Linked DNA regions of Oryza sativa: region 2 is linked to region 1. A link is a contact called in public HiCAR-type data. All regions are on one chromosome and are shown on one strand. The core of a region is the stretch at or near the end of the contact, and the rest is flanking DNA. Distances in the headings are between cores, read along the strand shown.

Region 1 (5,280 bases), core at 714-3,213:
CAGGTTGTGCTTGTGTGCTTATAGTACCCTTCCTATCGGGGCAGATTACTTGGCCATTCTAATTTTCGACGATTTGAAGCTGGTCTCGATCAGCTGGTGGATAATCACAAATGCAGGAGATGGATTCTAATAGCTCAAATGGACATCTACCCATTTATTACATGTCAATTAGATAGTTATGAATTTTTTTAAAAAAAATTGATAAGATATATCAATATGTAATATATCACTCCACAGATACACAAGTTTAAATTTAACTTCTACAAGTTATAACAAATTTAATTGTAAATATACATATAGTAATTTGAGTTTTGTTTGTTATTTTTGTTACAACTTGTAGAAGTTGAATTTTAACTTGCATGTTTGTGGATTGATATATTACATATTTATCTATTTTGTTCATATTTTTTTATTTTTTTCATAACTATTTTGGATGACATGTAAATAAACGAGTAGACATACACTTAAACTGTTAAAATAGTTTCCGCCCACATGTGGTTTTATATGTACTGTGAGAATGTATCGTACGTGTTTGACTCGTGTAGGTTTGATTTGCTAGAGAAATCGCACGGTTTGGCAAAATCAAGGCGTACACATATCGTACTCCACAATCTCTCCGGATGATATAAGTGTCCCCGAAATTAAAGCTCCGAATAGGTGTGGCGTTATAATCTTCGGCAACATCTTCCCGTTTGTGCTTTAATGTGCCCAACACGCATTTGCACCCTAGCTTGCTGCTTTTTCAGTGCATAAGCAACGGATTAATTAATTCCCTGCTTCTAACGGCCTTCTCTTCAGCTTGCATCATCATGTAATTTCAGATTGAACAGGTGAAACATTACAATCAGCACACTTGTATCACGAGGATTAAACTCGAAAGTCCAAAGACAACCACGTACAGTACATACAGACGCATGAATCAGCTCATTGAAAGGTTGATTGTAACCAGCAAAGTTTGAAAAAACTATTCACCTCGCCATTTTTTCCTCCTTATGTTGCTATCCAAGAATTGATGTTTGTAAAATTTTCACCATAAGTTTTTGACCAAAATGCATTATTGAGGGGCTCCCTACTATACGATCACGTGGCTGTGTTGACCGATGGAAAACAATTTGCCAATAATAAAATCACGGCTGTACAGCGCTTGTAATTAGACCTGCAAATAATGGCGATATAATTGAGGAGGCACTAGAAATCAATAATGTCCTTTTTCATGTCTAAATCAATGGTGCCCGCTTCTCCAATACCAAGAACAGTTCAAGCTCAAATTGTTTCTACCAATTCACACCACTGTTTTTCTTGTAACGCAACAATAGCAGTTCTGGATTTTTTTCCCCCAACCCAGCGAAAGAAACAAGGTGATTTTAAAATAAGAAGAATATATTCAAGATATGGTAGTAGAGGCAAACCATCAAACTACGCAAAGTAAAGCTGAAAGAGAATGAATGAAAGAATAAGAATCCAACATATCTTAATTTACAGAGTAAATGCCAGTCATTGAATACTTTTCAAAACTGTAATGGCCTCAGATGGAGAAGGCTTTTAGCCCTTGGCGCAATCCAAAAGGCGAATTCCCCTGGACAAAGGGCAGCAAAATTTGAAGTCAATCCAGCCCACCATCAGTCCATCAACCAACTACAGGACGCCACGTAAGCAAAACACAGTGTGGCGACGTGCACACCCCTGTCCTGAGCACACGTGGGGCATCCTCACTGGCTGCAACTTGTTACCCCCGCGTGCTACCTGCCGTGGCCTGACGGCATGGGCGAAAGCTACAGCTTATTTGTACTAGTAATTCACATTTCAAAAAAAAAACCCTTTTATTTTCTTTTTGTATATTTTGTAGAGAAAGATTGGCAATGAACAGAGAGGAAGAGAGATGCTTGCCTTCGGTTGCGTTGCGTTGCTTGCACGGCCAAAGTGGCGCTATATAAAGGCCATGGTGTGAGGCCTCTTCTTCCTCAGAGAGACGCCTCAACCCCACCCCAAGAACACCAAAGCCACATCCCATCCCATCCCAGTCCACGGTGAGGTTGAGCGATCTGAAAAAAATCATCAGCGACGAGCAGCAACAGGTTTGTTCTCTGAACTTCTCTGATCTTTTTAGAAGCAGGTAACACACAAGAAAGGTCCTGTCCCAAGAAGGTACTTCTTTCGGGTTTATTAGATCGAAAGAGGAGTTCTTGTGCGTACAGGTTCTTTCTCATCCCATCAACTTCTCCTAGGAGGAACAGAGATCCAGAGAACCTTTTTTCTCTTCTGGATTCTTGCCGATTTTTAGGCTTCCTTTGCTTTTCTAAGGCCAGAAAGGGTTGTTTTGCAATACCCTTCTAGTTCATCCTCTCAAATTTTTCTTCTTTCTATTCAAAAGCTCTTTCTTTCTTTGCACCCTTTGTTTCTCTACTTTTATTGAGGAACAGGGCTGATTTTTCACTTCTTGCATCCAAAAAGCACCCCTTTTTTCTTTCCTGTTTTTAAGATTTCCATACCCTTGCCATCTTCATCTTCTACCTCCATCCAGTCCTCATGGCCGCAGCAATAGACATGTACAAGTATAACACTAGCACACACCAGATCGCATCCTCGGATCAGGAGCTCATGAAAGCGCTCGAACCTTTTATTAGGAGCGCTTCTTCTTCCTCCGCTTCCTCCCCCTGCCACCACTACTACTCTTCTTCTCCTTCCATGAGCCAAGATTCTTACATGCCCACCCCATCTTATCCCACTTCCTCTATCACAACCGCCGCCGCCACCACCACCTCGTCTTTCTCGCAGCTACCTCCGCTGTACTCTTCGCAGTATCATGCTGCTTCACCTGCGGCGTCGGCGACGAACGGGCCGATGGGGCTGACCCACCTGGGCCCAGCCCAGATCCAGCAGATCCAGGCCCAGTTCTTGGCCCAGCAGCAGCAGCAGAGGGCCCTGGCCGGCGCCTTCCTTCGGCCGCGTGGCCAGCCGATGAAGCAGTCCGGGTCGCCGCCGCGCGCGGGGCCGTTCGCGGCGGTCGCCGGGGCGGCGCAGTCGAAGCTCTACCGCGGAGTGCGGCAGCGCCACTGGGGGAAGTGGGTGGCGGAGATCCGCCTCCCGAAGAACCGGACGCGGCTGTGGCTCGGCACCTTCGACACCGCCGAGGACGCCGCGCTCGCCTACGACAAGGCCGCCTTCCGCCTCCGCGGCGACCTCGCGCGGCTCAACTTCCCCACCCTCCGCCGCGGCGGCGCCCACCTCGCCGGCCCGCTCCACGCCTCCGTCGACGCCAAGCTCACCGCCATCTGCCAGTCCCTCGCCACGAGCTCGTCCAAGAACACCCCCGCCGAGTCAGCGGCCTCCGCGGCGGAGCCGGAGTCCCCCAAGTGCTCGGCGTCGACGGAAGGGGAGGACTCGGTGTCCGCCGGCTCCCCTCCTCCGCCCACGCCGCTGTCGCCCCCGGTGCCGGAGATGGAGAAGCTGGACTTCACGGAGGCGCCATGGGACGAGTCGGAGACATTCCACCTGCGCAAGTACCCGTCCTGGGAGATCGACTGGGACTCAATCCTCTCATAAACAAGCAGAAGCAGCTACTACTAGTCTATTACTAGTACTAGTAGTAGTCTTCGTCAAGCTAGAGTCACTCAACTCAACTAGCTGTGTAATCTTCTCTGAATTCCGTGGCTTCCATGGCTCGGTGGCATTTTAGACGTCGGCCATGGCTGCTGCGAGTAGCAGTAACTAGTCAGTACTCAGTAGTAGTAAGGTCGTTGGTATTACGTCGTCGTGCAAGTGTCGTTGGTGTACTCAGTGATCTGATCTCCTGGTTGAGCTGCCGGTTGTTTTTTTCACGGCGCGGCCGGTCGAGAATTAAGCTGTAATCCCTTGTTACATGTTGGAAATTCAGTAGCTTATGTAACTATATGTACCTTTCTCACGTGCTTGTCTGATCTATATGTGTGTAGTTGTGTACTCTCGAGTTGCCTAATCAGTTGTCATGCCTTCTGATTGTGATTATTATGTCTCCGATGCTACTATGCTAGCCTGCAATTGCTTACCATCAGATACTGAGCTGTGTTAATCCACATAGAAAGGTTAAGTTTTCATTCATCTTTGAAAAAGAATTAAACTTTGATGAGCTTGTAAAGTATTCATGGCTGCGAAAAATAGATGCCCTACTAATTCATACCTCTCCCGGCTCTTCTCTCAGGCTATCAGCTGTTCAGATATTCAGAGCAGTTCAGTTTTTTTTCACTCCTGCAACAAAATGATCCGGCCGCCATCCACCGTGCATCAGGCGTAAACTGCACACAATTGATTGGAGGAGCCGGAGCCTCAGAGATGAGTTCATCGTTCGTTGGCATCCAAATTCCCAGCTCACCTCCTGAGCTGTTTCAGTTAGGATGCACACGAAAGCGCTAACATCACCGGGGCGTCACAAAAATGGCGTTTTGTTTACTACAACATGGCAATTTGCAACGGATGCATCCGGAATCTCGCCGAACCCCATGATGCAAGCGCCCGACTAGCCGAGCTTATCCTCCGAAAACGACATGCGGGTCACCCCGGGCCGGCCAGCCCTCATCTCATCCCATCGGCGTCTCTACTACGGCCTTAGCCTTACCCTTATTCGCCCCCACTACACGCATTTCTTTATTAATAATCCGGCCATCCAAGTCGATCGCCGGTGAAAGCTAAGCTAAGGAAGAGCATAAAGAGGCCGGCCGGAGGGAGGTGATGAGATGAGGCATCATATCATGATCGTCCATTCCCAACCAACCTTACCCTCTCCTCTCCTCTCTATGAACCTATTTTCATCCCTTTGTTCTCAGTAATGCCTAATTGCACATCACTTTGCGAGGGATACCAGTAATGGATTAATTAAACGGGAATGCTACGTGGCAGAAATTTGGGGATAAAATTTTAGAGATGTTGGATCATTGGAACCGCGCCAAGATTTGTGCTTGGGCTTCTTCTCCCCTGACTCCAGCGAGTTCTCCCTATTTTTCGACACCAATGACACCCCCCAATTCTGACTGGTGACCTACAGATTAGGGTTTGGAATTGGAGTTGTCACATAGATAGACCTTTAATTTAAGCTTTATTTGGTTAGTTCCACACCTACATCTTTCCAATCACTTAATCACTTTCTTGTAGGGGATTAACAAAAACAAGCCCTAGCAAAAAAAAAAAAACCTAAAAACCTATACATACTCCAAACAAATCTTTTTAACCGTTTGAAACTTTGATGTAACTATATAAGTAGTTAAAAAATTCTAGATTTACTCAGAGCATATCACGTTAGCGTTTCTA
Region 2 (5,280 bases), core at 1,698-4,197, 320 kb after region 1:
ACCCACAGCTCGCGAATGGCGTGAATCCTCCAGAACTCTCCAGATCGACGCGCATACGTAAATAACACAAGGGTCGAACAGTTTGCCGGTTTTGGCATCTACGCCCGCGCCGCGCCGGCTCCGGTGCCTTGCACCCCTCAAACAGCGCACCTGGCGTCCATATCCACCGCACGTTGCGTTGCGCCACCGCACGCCGAACGAGTGGCTGCCCCCGCATCCGCGGGAGCCGCGCGCGCGACGCGACGCGACGAGCACCCGGACCCCACGATGGAATCGGCCAAGCGCGCGATAGCCTCCCGCGTCCTACTCCGACTAGCTTGGCGCCCGTGGCGCCGGCGTCCCTCTCGCCCAGTGGCCCAGGCCGTAGTCGTGGCGAGCGGAGCCTATCTATGCCTTACGGGTCGCTCTCGCGGCCGCGCAAGTGTGGTGTGGCGTGGTGTCCTGTGCCGTCTCCTGCGGGTGTCGGCTTGGCATGCGGGCGGCCACTTGGCCAGCCACACTGACGAGTAGAGCAGCTGGATAGCGCGTGGACCGCGCCGCGCACGGCCAAGCTAGAGCTGTACTACGTATGTACGTGGGCCGCCACTTTGCCCGGGGGTGGCGCACGCCGACGTGCCACGCGACGATCGGGTCAGCTCTCGATCAGAGTCGTTCGTTGGGAGATCGTCGGTTTGGCCTGTCGCCTCAGGTGACGTGACAGGCGTCGTCGTTGCTCCGTGGGAATTGGGGTGAGCGAAGCGAAGGAAGTCAATTGTTTTGAAGTCCGTTTCAAGGAATTCTTTCGCTCGCCTTTGGCTGTGTTTACTTCCACACTAAAATTAAAAGTTTAAAAAAATTGAAACGATGTGACGGAAAAATTGAAAGTTTGTATGCGTAGAAAAGTTCGATGTGACGAAAAAGTTAAAAGTTTGAAAAAAAAGTTAGAATCTAAATAGGGTCTTTATACTGTACTGGTTTTACGGAAACGAAGGTTAGCTTTATTGCTGCAACTGGAAGGCCATATAAGCTTGGAGCAACCCACTTTTGTTTTCATGGCTCGGGAAAAAATATAATTCCCTCATTTCTTCTCTTATATATCAAAGAACTTTACAATGTTCTGTCGATGTGTCATATCCCTTAAAAATCATTTATAATATGGGATAGGGAGAGTAATAAAAGCATCGCCGGAGCTGATCCCTGGCTCCCTGCTTGTACTTGCACGTACGGTCATTGTCTCATTGATGTTCATAGCTGTACAATCGATGCATATCATGCATATACGTTATGGGCAATGGTTATCAAGTTGCAAAACGCATGAAAAACATATAAAGATACCGTACACCTGATCAATGAATAAGAGGGTGGAACCCACAAATGCGTCACTCAACTGGCACGCGAATTTATGTTGATTATAAAACATAATATTTTATCAGCAACATAAAAATGAATTCATGGATAAAATTTTATATACGTGTCATTAATGATTTTAAAACCAATGTTAGAAACAAATTACAATTGAAAAAACCTTAAAATCAACTTAAAAGTTGAGTTTTAAAATTTAAAATTTGGCAACTGCCTATAAGTTGAAAGGCAACAATGAGGCTGTTTGTTGCACAATTTTACACGAGGTTAGATTTAAAAGTGCGATTGGATTTTGAAGGTGTGAGGAGGACCAAGAAATGATGCAACATGCCATTATTTAGAGATGATGGCTATACTTCTAATCATGGATGGAAATTTAGCAATACAATTTGCTTCTAAAAATGTCTTATCATTCGAGTTATGTTAGCAACCGTTAATGCTTTTGCGATGCAGACATATGGGCTGCGGAATGTATAATATTAATAGCTTGGTTATAGCTTTTAATTAATAAATAAATGAAAGGTTAGGATTATCCTAATATCTATAAAAGATTGGATTTTATTTAGCACAACTATTTATTTCATTTTCATAGATATATTTGTACGCATTGATTAATCCTTCCGTTATACACTAGAATGAATCATTTGCAACATCTCTTAGGGCAGTCCCAGCCCTCCATCTAGGATGGTGTCTATGGCATTAACTACATTGCCATGTAGGACTTTTAGTTTATGTGGCACTATATTAATTGAGAGAGAGTGAAGAGAGGAAGAAACTGGGTCTCATGCAAGACACAACTTCAACACGAGAACCTATGCACTAGACACTATCAAGTTTTGCATTGGGAGAGAATTATCAAGTTTTGCATTGGGAGAGAATATTGTCTTCATAATAGATAAAGAATAAATATGATTGGTAGAGAAGAAAGATGATGTATTTATTAATGGTCTAATTTAAGAAAGTATGGGTTGTAGAGTATAGTTTCTATTGTGATGTCTTATTGACATGGCACCATAGACACTACTTATGGACACCATAGGTTGGGACTGCCCTTAGTACCTGTTCCTTTCAAAGCGGCTATTGCTTTGGGCAACTCCTTTTTGTTTGTTAATAGGTTTACTGGACGGCTAAACGGAGTATGTTTTATATAAAAAATAAATTTATTTTTAAGCTTATATTAATTAATACCTAATTAATTACGAGCTAGATTCACCTTTGTTTCCGAGCCTGTAACCGTTGATTCAAGCTACATGTGGACTTGCTTTTTTTAGTGGTTTAACTGTTAACCGTTTCTGGGTCCGTTACAGACCTGACAGGTAGACACGTAGCTGAAATCAGAGGAGTCCAAGGTCCAAATCCAACTGGCATGCCCAGTCACCACACTGCTTCTGAACACCTGGACGGTTCGATCGTACAGTCAAACCTGCCAAACAGCGTATCCACCTGGCCGGACAGCGGAATCCACATCCTCCCGCGAGACCCGGCGCGCGCCACGCTATCGCGACGTTCTCGTCGATCGTCCTCCTCACAGGTCACAGCTCACCTCGACTTGACCACTCCTACACGGCCCTTTACTATTTAGTACGACTCCGCACGCTGCATGCGCAGGGAAGACGACTAGCCAAGGCGCCCTCGCCTCCCGCCGCCGACCACGCGCGCTATCTGCATGCCAAGTTGCCGAGCTAGGATGCACGCGCACCAGCACCAGCACGCGCTGCTCGCGGCGCTCCTCGCGTGCGCGCTCGCGGCGTCGTCGTCGACGGCCGGAGCGCAGCCGGCGGGGCAGCAGGGGTATGCCTACGGCGACGTGTCCGGGCAGCAGGTGCACGTCAGCACGACGATGATCGTGCTGCTGGCCGCCGTCGTCGGGGTTTTCCTGTTCATCGCGATCTCCACCATCTACCTCCGCCACTGCACCGGTTACGACCCCGCGACGGAGGGCGGCGGCGTCGGCGGGAGCCGTTCCATGATCCTCCCTGCCAACAGCTTCGTCTCGAGGCGGCAGCGGCGGCCGCGCGGGCTCGACTCGTCGGTGGTCCGGATGTTCCCCACCATGAAGTACGCCGAGGCGAAGGCGCTGCGGGTGGGGAAGGTCGCCGGCGCCGCGCTGGAGTGCGCGGTGTGCCTCAGCGAGTTCGAGGACGACGAGATGCTCAGGTTCCTGCCCAAGTGCAGCCACGCCTTCCACCCGGACTGCATCGGCCAGTGGCTCGCCAGCCACGTGACCTGCCCCGTCTGCCGCCGCAATCTCGACCCTAACAAGGACACCACCGAAGAGGTGATCATCCCGGCCGCCGCCGCCGCCGATCCGAACAGCACCTCCAGTGAAATAGTTGTGATACGGCAAGAAGACGGGGCGCACCCAGCAGCCGTGGTGATCGACGTGGTCACCGAGGAGGACGACGAGGAGCGGAGGAAGGAGGAGCTAGAGCTTCAGGCGATAGGCACCCAGCTCCGCGCGATGCGGTCACGGTCGGGGCTGCGGCCAAAGACGTCGGCGGCGAAGCTTCCCCGGTCGCACTCCACTGGCCACTCCCTCGCCGTCCGGCTCGACGGCGACCTAGAGCGGTACACGCTGCGGCTGCCGGAGCACGTACACAGGGAGATGGTCGCGGCGGGGGAGCAGAGCGTGCGCCGCGGGAGGAGACTCGGGGAAGGGGTCGGCATGGGCGCTCGGTGCAGCCCCCGGTTTTCGCGGTCGGGCAGATGGTCATCTTTTCTCTCAAATTCTTTGTCAGGAAAGCTGTCTTTCCTCTCCCCGTCGTCGAGGAGAACGCCGGATAGCACCCAGGTGGAAGTGTCATCATCCTCGTCGTCGTCGGTGACGAAGGTGAAAGGGAAGCGCGTGGCCGCCGTCGATGTTGCCGACGACGGTTCTGCTCATGGGACTGCACAGTACCCTGGTTGCACTGTGGCCAGCTCGGCGGCGGCGGCGGCTGTGGACGTGGAGAAGGCAGCTACCAGGCAAGTTCGAACATAGAAAACGAACAGAAGTTTTGAGTGAGAAACTTGAACAGTTGAACTTGACGTCATGCATTTTCCCACATGAAAGAAAGAAATGGTCTTTTTTTGTCGGTGGGACTGTATTCTGTACTCTGTACTAGGTATATTATCAACGCCGATATGCCCAAATATTATGGGAGCACCTATTGATCAATCAGGTGACTGCAGAATAGCAAAGGCGAAATAATATACATACTAGGTTGAAGAAACTTAGATGCTTTTTTTTTTTTGGAACTAGAAACTTAGGCTGTGTTTGAGGGAGAGGGGATTGAGAAGATTGGAAAGATACGTAAAACGAGGTGAGTCATTAGTGCATGATTAATTGAGTATTAACTATTTTAAATTTCAAAAATGGACTAATATGATTTTTTAAAACAACTTTCATATAGAAATTTTTTGCAAAAAATACACCATTTAGTAGTTTGGGAAGCGTGCGCGCGGAAAACGAGTGACAATATCTCCAATCTCTCCCCAATCTCCTTTGAAAGAACGCACCCTTAGATGTGAATGTATATTATTGTACATGAGCAAATCAGTAGAATAAAAGATGCCTGAACAATCGCACGCAGTATCATTTTGTGTCTTTAATTGGATAGATAATTATATTCATCCTAGCTCTTACACTGTGGTTTGTGCAGGAGACGAATGCATAAATGAAATGTTAGGCATTAACACCCGCCGTTTCGGCCGGGCGCAGGCTCTGTCAATATGACTGGTAAACCATCTCCATCGACTGGACGCCGAGGGTAAGAATTTAACTTTACAATTCATATCGATGATCGATCAATATGTAAGATTTGCCAATACATCTGAATAAACTGAAGCCTATTACTACATAGCAGAAGTACTAATGCAGCCTCCTTGGAATGGAGTATTTTCGTACAATCTGAACTAACTGAAATCTTATCCCTTCCTGGACTGAAAGAAAAGGAAAAT

Evidence for each region. HiCAR-type assays count read pairs that join an accessible place to other places.
Region 2: a HiCAR-type map of leaf shows a contact between it and region 1, with 3 times the contacts expected there. The contact joins the promoter of LOC4330793 here to the promoter of LOC4330752 in region 1. A contact is called at or near these places in 1 of 15 Hi-C or Micro-C datasets (seedling) and 1 of 4 datasets of contacts at active chromatin or transcription factors (leaf).

Annotation. Positions count from the first base shown.
Region 1 is chr2:32,141,832-32,147,111 of ASM3414082v1, forward strand. It overlaps LOC4330752 (ethylene-responsive transcription factor RAP2-4), which reads left to right and starts at 1,964. Exons shown (of 1, transcript XM_015770385.3): 1 at 1,964-3,904. The coding sequence starts at 2,527. The coding sequence ends at 3,543.
Region 2 is chr2:32,460,179-32,465,458 of ASM3414082v1, forward strand. LOC4330793 (RING-H2 finger protein ATL29) reads left to right here and starts at 2,948. Exons shown (of 3, transcript XR_003240547.2): 1 at 2,948-4,305; 2 at 4,983-5,090.